3 separate regions of the Mus musculus genome follow, and all the other regions are linked to region 2. The links are chromatin contacts, called in public promoter capture Hi-C maps. All regions are on one chromosome and are shown on one strand. Each heading gives the region's core, a stretch centred on a gene start, on an enhancer-like site or on the middle of the called end of the contact. The rest is flanking DNA. Distances are from core to core; before and after follow the strand shown.

Region 1 (4,309 bases), core at 807-3,306, 1.0 Mb before region 2:
TCACTGGGCCCTGGCTTATGTGTCCTTAAGGCACCTGCTTTAATAGCCTTGCCCCTGAACCTTAAAACACTGGGATAGAACACTTCTTATCAATCATCTAGGACAATGTGTTTTATAGATGAAATAATTAAGGACTAGGTCACAGTTAAAGAAATCAGGGAAAAAAGATTCTAGGAGCAAGCTGGCAGCTGTTTGCAAGTTCCTGACGCAAGTATAGCCTCCCTGATAATCCCTCTTGCTTTGTCCTAGGAGATGGAAAGGTATTAAGACCCAGCAACATCTTTGCAGCCCTTCATCCACCAGTTAGGCTGGCAGTTCCTCTGGAAGTTCAGGTAGAAGGTAGAAAGACAGATCTGTGATACTTAAAGGGAGGGGCAGGAGGCAGGTGTGATGCCCTTGGGCACCGGAGGCAAAGGCAAGATTCCCAAGCGAGCTTTCTGAATACACACGAGAAGCCCAGACAGGCCTTTAAACCCTTAAGCCTTCCTGTTTGCCTGAAAGCATGTCCTGGCCTTTAACTAGTCCTCCTTTCTGTTCAAGGGAGGAAGCTATGGTGACCAGAACCTCAGAGCACAGTGTACTGAGCTTAGCCAGATGGGACTGGGCTGCTGTGTAGTCCTGCTTGTTAACAGGGGAGCTGTGTCAGGAGGTGGGGCCATGCTTGGATTGTTGTTGTTTGAGAAAGAAAGAGGACTGAGCATTTCATGTGAGACCTGAAAAGTTAGGTTTCATTTGTGGTTCTATAAACCCTAACCCAAACCAATTCTCCACTCTTGGCTCATTTGTCTAAGGTAAACTTGTTTATACGGAGCATCCTTTGTGTCCTGCCAAGTGACTCACTTGTACCGAGTCACCAGAAAATGGGTCTAGGCCCATCTACCGATGCGCTGGACGTTATGATCTGATCGTTCCCCTGGAGGCGGGTCATGGAGGCTTGGAGACAGAGAGAGGCAGAGACATGGGGAAAGAGACAAGCCTGTCTCCTGAACATTTGGTAAACAGACAAAGAACCCTAGCACATCTGAGAGCATCCCAAGGGATCTGTGGTTTTCAGTTTGGATGAGATATTGTCTGAATTATTGACAACTCTAAGCTATGAGGTAAGCACGAAGCCACATGGTCATTCAATGAGAAATCCTTTAGTTGTTGGTTCTCTTAGCAACTCTTAAGCAAGTTATTTCCCCCTATTTTGAGCTGCTCATTCTTTACTTACAAAGAAAAGAGATTTGGGTCTTAAAATCTGGACATTGTATCATTTGTCTCCTAGGAAGGGAGGGAATAGGGACACACACAGAATTTTACTTACCAAGCAAATTTATTGACACTCTGTCTTGGAACATCTCCCCTAAAGGTTTCTTTTTAACTTCTGTGTGGGCTGCTTTTTTTTTTTTTTTTTTTTTTATGTTTAATTTGCAAATTGCTGTCCTTTTCCTGGCTATGGGTTTTCCCTTGCCCCAGACTCGGTTCAGTTTTCTCTTCCCTCTGGCCTCTTTGGGTGTCTCAGCAGTGACATCTTTGAAGAACTATGGTGTAAGCCAAAGATAGCGTGGGAAGGAAATCAGGCTTCTGAGCCTTCAAGAAGATGAGGGTTCCCGCCCTGGCTAAAGCAAATCTTCTCACCAATTCTGGGGACCCAAAAGGGCGGCAGTGGGTTGGGGCCTCTTCAGATCCTTAAGGGCAATGCAGGTCCACGTATGGAACAGGGTCTAGGATTCACTTCTCTGTCTTTTGAAAGCTCTCTGTATACTCACTCACCTGATGTCAATTACACCGCCAGAATCTACTTTTCACAGACCTACTGTGTGGCTAAGGAACTGGGAAAGTGCCCCCCACCCCAATTTCATTTCTCCAAAAGCCAAAGCGATACTCCAGGGTGTGGGCCCTGTAACAAAAGTCGCAGGGGGCTCCATGAGTTCACCCGGGGGTTCCGTGAACTCACCCGGGAGACCGAGACCGCCCCCGCCCTCTTCCTGCCCTCTCCCCGCCCCCGGGCCCCCGCGCGGGGCGGGTGATGTCAACCGAGGAGGAGCCGCCCGCCCCGCGACCCGCCCGGGCTGATTGGCGTGTGGCAGCACCAGGGCTGCCTCCGCCCTCCCGCGGCTCCCACAACTTTTGCGGCTGAGAGCGCGCTCGCACCCCGCTCCGCTCGCCGCCGCCCTCGGCCCGGCGCCCGGCATGTGAGCGCGGGCGGCCGCCGCCACCATGGCCACGCCGCGCGCCCCGCGGTGGCCGCCACCGTCGCTGCTGCTGCTGCTGCTGCTACCGCTGCTGCTGCTGCCGCCCGCTGCCCCCGGGGCGCGGGGCTCCCTTCCCTCCCCGGCCCATCGAACACTCCTCCCGGTCGCGGGACCGCTTTCGCCGCCTGGCGCCGGACATACGGCCCCCGGACCCGGCGTCGCGACCCGGCGGGGACGTTCCGGCCGTGTCCCCAGAGGCGTGAGCGCGGGTGAGTGAGAGTCTCCAGCGAGGGTCAGGGGGCGTGGGCGCTTCGCGGCTGCCCCATCCCGGCCGAGGCTCCGTGGACCCTCGTGGGTGGAACCCTGAGGGTGGCCCAGGACGGAGAAACGCTGTCCCTGGCCACTGGAATATAAAATGTTCACATGCATTCCCTCCCTGTGCTTTGGAAGAAAACTCTCTCCTGGATTAGCCCACACCCTTCTCACTTTTACAAAACGAAGACCCCAAAGAGCCTCTCACCTCGTGGGGAGTGGTAACTTCTGGCTGTTGTCCCTCGGTTTCAGCCCCCAACCCCCAGATTTAGAACTGGTCTCTCCTGGTCTAAAGCCTGACTTTCCAGTATAAGTAAATAACGGATTTCGGAGTTTGGAATGCTTCTAGTACTTAGGACTTCATAAAGGACAAAGAGTGCGCTTTAAAACAAAGCTACCCAGTTAACCTTAGGAGCAGGGTTACTTGGGATGGGGCTGGGGGCGCTGCAAGGTCAAACCCCTGGAAGCCACTGACTGGCTCTGGACTGTCCTGGGCCCTTTCCTCCCCCAGCCAGCTGCTTGCTGTGCAGGCAGGCACTGCCTGTCCTGGTCACAGAATGGGGACTCAGCTCCTGTGCCTGCCTCCTTTGTTTCTAGTTCCTTTTTCTGTTGGAAGAAAATGCCACGGCCTGGGTGGGATTCTAATGTAACCCCCACACGACCTTGGCTGTGTCTCATCTTTGGCTCTCAGTTTCCCCATCTGTGGAATGGAGGGGCCCCATTCCTCCCTGCCTCCAAGTGACAAGAGGTGACAAAATGAAAGTAAAAATAGTAGAAAGTGCTGTGAACCAAACCAGCCTAGGTGATGTTAGCCATTTGTCCTCCCGTAAGAGGCAGAGGGCACACATCGGGCTCTGTTGTTGCCACACTGGGACTGCCAAGATTTTGTCCAGTTTCCACTTCTTGTCTGTCTGTCTGTCTGTCTGTCCATCTTACATGTTTTACAAACTTTCTCCCAACTTGCTCATCCTTAGAACATAGAGGTACTACTTCCTAGAATTGAATAAGAGAAACTTTTCTACCCTCATAAAGCCTCATTTGAACCATAATCTCCCCTCCGCAGACTGCCTTAGCCTTGTGAACTTCTGAGTCACTGGTCCAAGACAGGGAAACTGAGGAAGGGTGAATAAAGGGAGGGAAAGCTGTGCTGAAGGTCTTTACAGACATGCTGTGCAGCCCCAACTTCCATAATCTTGATGACTGATTTTCAGAGAAAGGAATTGAGAACTTTGAAGACATTTACTGTTCTAGATACAGTTGTGTGTAAGGAACTGATAACTCAGATGGCCACCTGGGAACCCAAGGCAGGTGCCACTAACTGGTACTCAGGCTGAAGGCTCCATCTTGTGAGGGGCTATGAAGGGAGCAGGGATGCTGGGCTCCAGCTTGAGGCTGGCACAGGAATCTCCTTCCAATGGCAGAGCCTGTTCCAGGCTCACACAGGTGTGAGTGTAGCATCAGGCTATAGTAGCACCTGAGTTAGGGGAGATAAGGTAAGAATAGGGGCCTTATGAGAGCCGGGCCTTCACAGCCATGGTGCTAGAACTGCTCTGTTCTGTTCGTTTGGGGAAAAGCAGGATAGAGGCAAAGGAAGAACCCAGGAAGGAACAAGAATAATCCAGACTTTCTTTTAAGGTTTCCTGATCTCTATTGCTCTAAGGCCCAGTCTGGGGCAGGGGTGTTTAAAAGGTAAAGTTAGAAGAGGTGCACTCTATGACCTGTTGAAACCTTCGAGAAGTTATCAGTGTGGCCGAAGATCTAAGCACTGCCTCTCAGGTTTCTGTTAGTGCCTCAAACGATGTCACATAGGAAAAGGACAC
Region 2 (4,437 bases), core at 1,909-4,408:
AATGGTAATACATACCAAAGTATATTTATAGATGAATATTCACATAGAGAAAAAATCTGGAAGGAAACACACCAAAGAGTCATATGGGTTATAGGTAACTTTTCTTTTCTTTCTTTTTTTTTCTCTCTTTTTACATATATTCAAAATATAAGTATGTACTAATTAAGGAAGAAATGTTTAAGAAAATCAAATTTAAAAGCCACCTCTGGGGAAGGAGAGAGATGTCATTGTGATTAAGAGCATTTCCGGCTCTGTCAGAAGACCTGAGTTCAGTCTCCATCACCGACCTCAGGGGATACACAGCTACCTGTAACTCTAGCTCCAGGAGGTCCTCAGAGGGTCCCTGAGGGATCACGTGGGGAGGCGAAGAGGTAAGAGTGAGAACCCAGCGCAGACTGACTTAGTCAATCTGGATCAGACTTCGGGGACTCTAATACCAGGTAGCTCATTGTCAGCATATTTAAAACACAGTACGATGTGGGAAAAGGTTTCCAGGCAACAATTGGTCCAATCAGACCAACTCCAGGTACTCAATAAAGCTTAAGGTGTGACTACATAGAAACTCCTTTACGGACTACATGTGACTGTGAGGGTGGGTTCCTTAGCTAAAAGGACTAGAATCTAGTGTGGTCTCTGACCCACAGCATAGAGCTCAACAAGGCTATAGAGTACATGTGACCTCCCCTAAGGATGGGTAATGGCCTAGGGAGGAGAGTCTGGGACAGTCATGCTGGGGACTGGGTGAGAGCTACTCCATAGACAGCAAAGAGTTTATCAGGCTGTTAACAAAACCCACTCCTGGCTTTCTGGATGAAATAAATGTTTTTTTGTTTTTTTGTTTTTTTAATTTCCTTCATTGGGGAGACACCCCTGCATGCTGAATATACCCAGTCCTAGTGATTACAAGAAGCTCCGTGCCCACACCAGGATCCAATGCCCTCTTCTGGACTCTGAAGGCTTTGCACTCATGTGCACAAACCCATACAGGGACACACACACACACACACACACACACACACTTATAAAGAAAGAGAAAGGGAAACATCCTTGATTTCAGGTGAATGCTTACCAGAAGGATGGGGAAAGAAAGGAGAGTTTTAAGGTCATTTAGGTATGGTCAACCTTTTGAAATTTGAAATTGAGGCATAAGGTTGCCACCTACAAAGGTCACACTGGAGAACCCCAATAGAGCTTGTACTGGCTGGTTTTATGTGTCAACTTGACACAGGCTGGGGTTATCACAGAGAAAGGAGCTTCAGTTGGGGAAGTACCTCCGTTAGATCAAGCTGTGGGGTATTTTCTCAATTAGTGATCAAGGGGGAAAGGCCCCTTGTGGGTGGGACCATCTCTGGGCTGGCAGTCTTGGGTTCTATAAGAGAGCAGGCTGAGCAAGCCAGGGGAAGCAAGCTAGTAAAGAACATCCCTCCATGGCCTCTGCATCAGCTCCTGCTTCCTGACCTGCTTGAGTTCCAGTCCTGACTTCCTTGGTGATGAACAGCAGTATGGAAGTGTAAGCTGAATAAACTCTTTCCTCCCCAACTACTTCTTGGTCATGATGTTTGTGCAGGAATAGAAACCCTGACTAAGACAGAGCTACTAAAAATAAATTGCAAAACCTTCACCTCATCATTTTAAGTAAGATTTAAGATTTGTTTTAGGTGGCATTCATAAGTATCCTGGGGAACATGCTGCCTTGTGGCCAACACAACTAATACTAAAATCCCTCCACTTGGAGTGTTTACTATACAGATGGGAAGATTTTACTTGTGGAATATGTATATGTGTATATATATGCATATAATTTTATTTATATAATGTATATATTTTTATTTTATTTATTTTTAAATTCTTACATGTATAGATGTTTTCCTTGTGTGTATGTCTGTGTACTACATGCTGGGGACCAGAGGCCAGAAAAGCGCACTGGATTCCCTGGAACTGAAGTTGTAGACAGCTGTGAGCTGATGCTAGGAATTGAACTCAGATCCTCTGCAGTTGTATCTAGTGCTCTTAACTTATGTGCTACCTATTCAGCTACATTTTAACTAATTTTTTTAAAAAGAATTATTTATTTATTTTATATATGTGAGTACACTGTAGCTGTTCAGACACACCAGAAGAGGGCATCAGATCCTATTACAGATGGTTGTGAGCCATCATGTGATTGCAGGGAATTGAACTCAGAATGTCTGGAAGAGCAGTCAGTGCTCTTAACCACTAAGCCATCTCTCCAGCCCCATTTAAATTCATTTTTTAAAAAAGGTTTATTTAAGTAGGGTGTGATAGCATACACCTTTAGCACCAGCATTAGGTAGGCAAAAACAGGAGGGTCTTTGTGAATTTCAGACCAGTATGGTCTACATTGTAAGTTTCAGGCCAAGCAAAATTATGCGCGCGCGCGTGTGTATACATATATATCCTTCTTTAAAATGTCGTATGCATATGTGAGTACCACTTGTACAACTGGTGCCTGAGGAGGCAGAAGAGAGTACTAGATCTTCTGAAATTGGAGTCACATGGTTGTGACCCACTACCTGTGGGTATCCAACCTGAGTTCTTTGCAAGGGCAAGAGTTGCTCTTATCCACTAAGTCTCTACAGGTCCCAGGGTTTTAAAATCAACACAACCCTTTTTTTTTTTTTTTTTTTTTTTAACAAAGGTAGCCATCTTACCATAGAAAGAAGAGTCAACCGGGTTAATTTCTCTCCAACTTGATTTAAAACAATCCCAAATATAGTGTCTCAAACACCATTCTCTATTTAGTGCAGCTATCAGTGGTAAAAAATACTGCCATCCTTTATCAACAGCAATTATCTCGATAGAAAAAGTAGACAGCCAAACCATTGAACACTGTTCAGGTTAGATTTCTATTGACTCTCAAGAACAAATACACTTAAAACAGTACACAAAGCTTCTGAAATCCAGCGGTAGTCCTTTACCCAATGGGCTAGCAGGCCCTGGTTCCCACTTCAACCAGTTTGAAGAATGCTGCAAAGCCAACGAGTTCCTCGCCCCGCCCCTCCCGCAAGGCCCCGCCCACATCAGGCCCCGCCCCCGCGTCCGCCCCGCCCCCCGGGCCGTCTGTTGGCCTCTCCCACTCTCCGCCTGGGCGTGGCAAGCTGGAGCACGCGGAGTCTGTTGCGCACGCCCAGGGCTCCAGGTTCCGACCCGAAGGAAAACCTTTTAGCGCCAAGGAGGCTATGAGTCCCGGCGGTCCGCGGCCTTCTTCCCGGAAGCGGAAGCTCAGGGGGCGGGACAAGGGAGGTCCGGACATCTCGGCGGTTAATTCTTTTTTTCTCAAGTATTCGTTTCCCTACGCCTGGGCTCTTCTGAGGCTGAGAGAAATGGTCAGGTCCGGATCTCGACCGGGCCAGGTGAGGGCTGCGGACCTGATGAGTCCACTGTGGGGTGGCGAGAGGCGAGGGGGATTTAGGAAGGTGCTAGAAAAAAAATAGTAACTGCGGCGCGCCCGAAGTGGTGAGGACGTCCCTAGATGAATGCTTTATTCAGGGCGGCCGTGCCAGTCTTCCAGAGCGCAGTTTGGTGTCAGACCCCGGGTTCGAAGCCCAGCCTTTATCACCAGTGCAGTGACCTCCTTCCCGCTCTGTGCTTTGCAGTTGTTTCCAATATTACGTAGTTATCCAGCAATTGTGCCTCTACAAAGCCAGTAATTTGCCCGACTTGGTCATTTGTCCGACTGCCTAATAACATCTCTATCAGAGAAGTTCTTAGGATCTTAGCTTGAGTTAATCCTCTCCCCGGATTCAGCTTCTCGGTGCTTCTCTTAACTGATCTTCTGTCTCTGTTGTTGGAGTCTCCCAGTAAGTGGCTGTACCCGCCCTCCGTTCTCAAACGCGTGACTCTTGATGTTCTCTAGTAACTGCTCCAAGTACGACAGGGAAACCCATTTTCAAGATACACATTTGGCTTGGAACAGAGCCATTTTGGATCCTTTGCAGTTCCCGCCCCATCCAATCAGGTCCAATAGAGCTAAACTAGTTTTAGCCCTGCTGTGCCCTGGGCGTTCTGACCTTTCGTGCTCCCACGTCTTTTCAAATTATGGTGGGCCTGTTAATTCTATTTTCCTTCTAGCCCTCATGTCAAGAACCGTCTCTAGAATATTTTTCCAACACCATCACATCTCCGCTAGTTGGGCGTGCTTCAGGCCACCTTCCGCATCTTGCAATCTTCCACAAATCACTTCATGTTGGACCTGGTGCTAGTCTACTACTAGAATATTTCATCTCTGTCTTGGAGATTTAGAAAGCACTTGGCATATAGTAGACTTGGGGTTTTACTTTGTTTCCCACCATTTAACAACATACCTATAATGTTGTCTTTCTTGCTAATGTATATTTTGCACTCCCCCCTCCCCCCCAAAAAAAAAACCCTGTCTTGAGACTTCCTTTTTTGAATGGTTGCATGTTGTCAATATGT
Region 3 (4,410 bases), core at 1,533-4,032, 1.1 Mb after region 2:
AGCGATTTCTCCAGGTCATAATGTTTCAGGTGACAAGTGAAGTCATGCTTGAAAAAACAGACAGATGGGACAAGCAATGCTTCAAGTCACTAAATACATCAGCATCTAATAATTGGTCTCTTCTACCTTATCCTATACCAGGTGCTTGTTAGAATTCTCTGCCAGCTCTTCCTGGAAGAAAGAGCTCCACCAGTCAACATACCCTTCCTCTACTACACACCTCTTCCCACTAGCAGGGTCTTCACACCCAAGTTACACCAGAGTCCTTCCTTTTAGAACTATACACACGTGCCGGGTGTGGTGGCGCACACCTTTAATCCCAGCACTGGGTGGGGAGGGGGGGGCAGAGGCAGGTGGATTTCTGAGTTCAAGGCCACCCTGGCCTACAAAGTGAATTCCAGGACAGCCAAGGCTACACAGAGAAACCCTGTCTCAAAAAACCAAAACCAAAACAAAACAAAACAAAACAAAAAAAACTATACACACTAAGCCTACAGCGCTCTTACCTGATATTCATGCAGTCTATCTGCCTCAGGTTTTTTTTTGTTGTTGTTGTTGTTTTGTTTTTTGAAGCTTCATATCTTAAGTTTCATGACTTTTACACCCATTATCATGGTTGTCACCCAACTCTAATGTCATCCCAGTTTGCCAAATGACCTCCTTAAAAAAAAATGAGCGTGCCAGGCAGTGGTGACGCACACCTTTAATCTCAGCACTTGGGAGGCAGAGGCAGGCGGATTTCTGAGTTTAAGGCCAGCCTGGTCTACATAGCGAGTTTCAGGACAGTCCGGGCTACACAGAGAAACCCTGTCTCCAAAAACCAAAACCAAACCAAACCAAAACAACAATAACAAGAATGCACCTGACTGAGTGCTAGTGTAGAACATACCGAAGTACCTTTCCTTTTCTTTTGGATCCTACTCTTCAGTGCTTAGAACTCTCTAGCCTCCCTTTCTGAGCACCTGTACTCAAGTTGATCATGGAAGTATTCAGTCATCAGTTTTCTTGTCTCTTCCACGTGGGTTCCCGTACCATCAGGAAGAGAGGGAACCTCACAGCTGGATTCTGTTCTTGCCACAGCAGTAGTTAGAGGACTGTGTTGCACCAGATGATCACAGCTCCATATCAACCTATGTTCCACTCTTACTTTGCAGGTAATGTTTGTGTTCACCCAGATTCCTATGTTGAAATCCTACTCCCAGCTAAGTGACTGAACTAAGAGGTGGCCGACTGGGGATGAAACAAATTTTTGAGGGCAAGGGCTGGACAGATAGGGTTACTGCCCTCATAAGAGAGACCCCAGAGAGATCCCTGGCCACTTCCCTTATGACATTACAAAGAAATGAGCATTGTATGAACGATGCTCACCAGATAAGCATTCTGCTTGGCCCTTCATCTTGGACTTCCCGGTTTCCAGAGGGGTTATAAATAAATGTCCTTCATTTTATAAGCTTATGGCTGTTTGTCAATGGGCCAGTAGACTAAGGCAATGTCCCAAAACTACCCAAAGAATCTATTGTATCAAAACTCGTAAAAGACTGAACAGAAACAAAGCAGTTTCCGACCAGTATCCGACCTCATAACCTAAGAAGTCTAAATCGTGCACAGCAGCCTCCTGGGGGTTTTATTTATCCTCTGGAGGGATAATTCAACATCTTGACTCTTTCCACTCTGGCCTTTTCCTCATCTCACAGAATCACACTGGCAATTGGCAAAGTGAGAAGCCTGGAGTCCCTAACTGAAAGAGAGCCTTCCTGCATCTGCGATCTTTATCTGAGAGTAATAAATCGCAACTGAGAAGTCACCCAGGCGGAAGCTCTCGGTTTACCTGGGGTTCTACCTTCCAGAAACCCAAGCGTCAGACCCGAGTTTCCCAACAGTCATCCAGGGCTGGAGTCACCACGCCAGCTCATTACCCTCTTACATCTGGTCATCACCAGTCTCTTCTGATCTTTCGCTCTCAGCACCCCAAATCTCTTTGAAATTTAAGCATGAGTCACTTTTGTCAGGTGTCAAAGACATTCATAGCAAGTGCACTGGATGGCTCTGATGTCCACAGTATACAAAGCCTTCTACATCTGATGATTGTGGCATAAAGGGCGTAACACAAAACATCAATACTTGGAAAGCATCCTCCGTATTTGTCGCTTTGGGGACAGAGGGTTCCCGAGTAAGGAATGGGATGCCAGCTACACTGGGTCACCTCACACAACCCCTAGACCAAGCCCAGGGAGACACAGGCAGGCCCGGATCCTGGCAGGCGCCAACTCCCAGAGAAGGGACACGCCCGCAGGCGTCCCGGACCCCTTACCTCTCTTGTCCAGCAGCCACATGAACGCGAAGCAGGGCAGGAAGCCTATGGGCCCCCAGAGGACCAGGAGCGCGATGTCCCATCCGGAGAAGCCATAGGCCTGGCGCGCCGAGTTCTGGATGGGGCCCCAGGTGTTCCAGACCAGGCCCTGGGCGAACGCGAGGAGCGAGAAGAGCAGCAGCACCAGCCAGCGGCGCCCGTACACCCTCCCGGGGTTCGGGCCCGCCGCAGGCAGCACGGCCGTCGCCTCCCGGCCCCTGCGCGCAGCCCCCGGCGCAGGCCCGAGCCCCGGCCCCAGCAGCGGCTGCCGCTCCTCCTCCTCGCTGCTCCAACCCGAGCCCATGGCGACGCCGCCCGCCGGCCCTGCCCGACGCGTCCCGGTGGCCGCAGACCAGCCGGGAGCTGACTGGGCGGGTGGAGCGGGAGCCGGAGCCGGAGCTGCTCTAGTCCTCGGCCTCCCGGGCGCGTCTGCTGCGCCTGCGCCGCCCGAGCCCGAGGGGAGGAGGCGAGGCGGGGTCCACCCTGCTCGCTGGGAACCCAGGAATGCCCCGGGGAGAAGCCCGGGACCCTACGAGTGGAAAGGGTAGAAGATCGCGGCCGGCTGGGAGACTGGAGCGAAGTAGGCTGAGTCAGTCACTCGCGGGTTGCTTGGAGGAAGTGCCCAAGTTTACATCACGTGCCTAATAAACAACTCGCTGACCTCGGGTCACTTATCCCAATGCTTGGGTCTATATTAGGCTTACTTTTGTTTTTATTGGGTTTCTAACTGCAGAAATTATAGACGGCAGGATACTGAAGTTTAGGAAGGTCTCAGGGTATTGTTTCATGAAGACCATTTGGTTTTGTATGTGTCTTACGCATCCAGTGAGATTATAAACTAGCCAATTTTCCTTCATACATATAAAGAGTTTTTTCTACCCATTTTGTTTGTCATGCAAACGGGTAAATAATATGGATTGTGTTAAAGTTGGAAGACAGTGACCTAGATCTCTCTCTTGGTATGTTAGCCAGACTAAATAAACGGCAAAAGCTGGAGATTGTGCATCTCTTGACCACATAGACATAGACATTCATTTGTTCAAATGCACAAATCCAGAACTCTGACAGCTGCCTGTGTCCTTGAAAACTAGTCATTTGCTGACATATCTGGCTCAGCAAATGAGTCACAGGGAACGCCTTCAAGGGGTTCGTATTCCCAGGCAGTCACGAAAACCAGCTGGAATGGCACTGATGCCAAGGGAACCAACAAGGTGGAAGAGTAGGCACGCCAGCCCCGGGGTCTCCTAAATCGCGAGTCCGACTGAGAGAAAGCCAAGGCGAAGATGGAGGATCCGACTAGAGAAGGAAGAGAAACAGCAGACGCTAAGGGTGGAAGAAAGGAGCCACAGCCCAGCCCACGTGCTCGCCGCCTTTCAGCTTCCAAAGAGCAAAACAAACCGGCGTGGCCACGCCCAGCGCCGTCACGTGACCGCGGCGGCGCCGGTTCCGGCAGAGGCGGAGGATCCTTCCTGTGTGGAAGCCGCAGATCCCGGTGAGCCCTCTCACCTGGCGCTCTCTCCATCCTCGGCGCGATAACCATGGCAGCAGGCTGCGAGGGCATCGCGCCCCCGACCCTGGGCGAGAGAACTGTGGGGGAGGAAGGTAGGTGCGAGCCAGGGACGCCGAAGTGCCTCCGAGCGGTGCGGATGGGCGCGGCTCCATCCCAAGTCTCGCCCGCGGCGTGTTAGGCCTGGGAGAAAGTGACTTTTTAGAGCATGTGGCTTCTTAACGTCGTGCGGATCAGTTTTCTGATCTATCGGGACAAGTACCACTGTGGAGTAAGAAGTTCCTCTGAGGACTCCAGGATCGCTGGCCTCTGAGGGAATTTTGTGGCAATTCTCTTGTCTCTGTTGGGATTCCAGGTGTATGCGACCATAACTTTTTATGGAGGTCTCTGGGGAGTTCGCCAGACTTGTGCACCAGGGGTTTTTACTTGACAGTCCATCTCTCCTGTCCCAAATCATTCTCTCATTTTTTAAAAAACCAATTTATCTTCCTGATAATGTGTCCTGTATCCTATTTTATGCCTCTCTTATCCACCATTCAACAGCAAAAGTGAC

What was found. Promoter capture Hi-C pulls out the DNA fragments that hold promoters and counts their contacts.
Region 1: a contact with region 2 is called in a promoter capture Hi-C map of liver, with 4 times the contacts expected there. The contact joins the promoter of Heg1 here to the promoter of Ccdc14 in region 2.
Region 3: a promoter capture Hi-C map of the C10 cell line shows a contact between it and region 2, with 3 times the contacts expected there. The contact joins the promoter of Slc49a4 here to the promoter of Ccdc14 in region 2. A contact is called at or near these places in 1 of 39 promoter capture datasets (the C10 cell line) and 1 of 9 other capture datasets (adipose tissue).

What each region holds. Positions count from the first base shown.
Region 1 is chr16:33,682,410-33,686,718 of GRCm38.p6, forward strand. It overlaps Heg1 (heart development protein with EGF-like domains 1), which reads left to right and starts at 2,057. Exons shown (of 15, transcript NM_175256.5): 1 at 2,057-2,446. The coding sequence starts at 2,203.
Region 2 is chr16:34,687,458-34,691,894 of GRCm38.p6, forward strand. Ccdc14 (coiled-coil domain containing 14) reads left to right here and starts at 3,159. Exons shown (of 13, transcript NM_172824.3): 1 at 3,159-3,374. The coding sequence starts at 3,201. Gm35150 (a long non-coding RNA gene) reads right to left here and starts at 3,249. Exons shown (of 4, transcript XR_876043.1): 1 at 3,181-3,249; 2 at 16-56.
Region 3 is chr16:35,766,588-35,770,997 of GRCm38.p6, forward strand. It overlaps Slc49a4 (solute carrier family 49 member 4), which reads right to left and starts at 2,783. Exons shown (of 9, transcript NM_153550.4): 1 at 2,312-2,783. The coding sequence starts at 2,654. It overlaps Hspbap1 (Hspb associated protein 1), which reads left to right and starts at 3,799. Exons shown (of 8, transcript NM_175111.3): 1 at 3,799-3,952. The coding sequence starts at 3,889.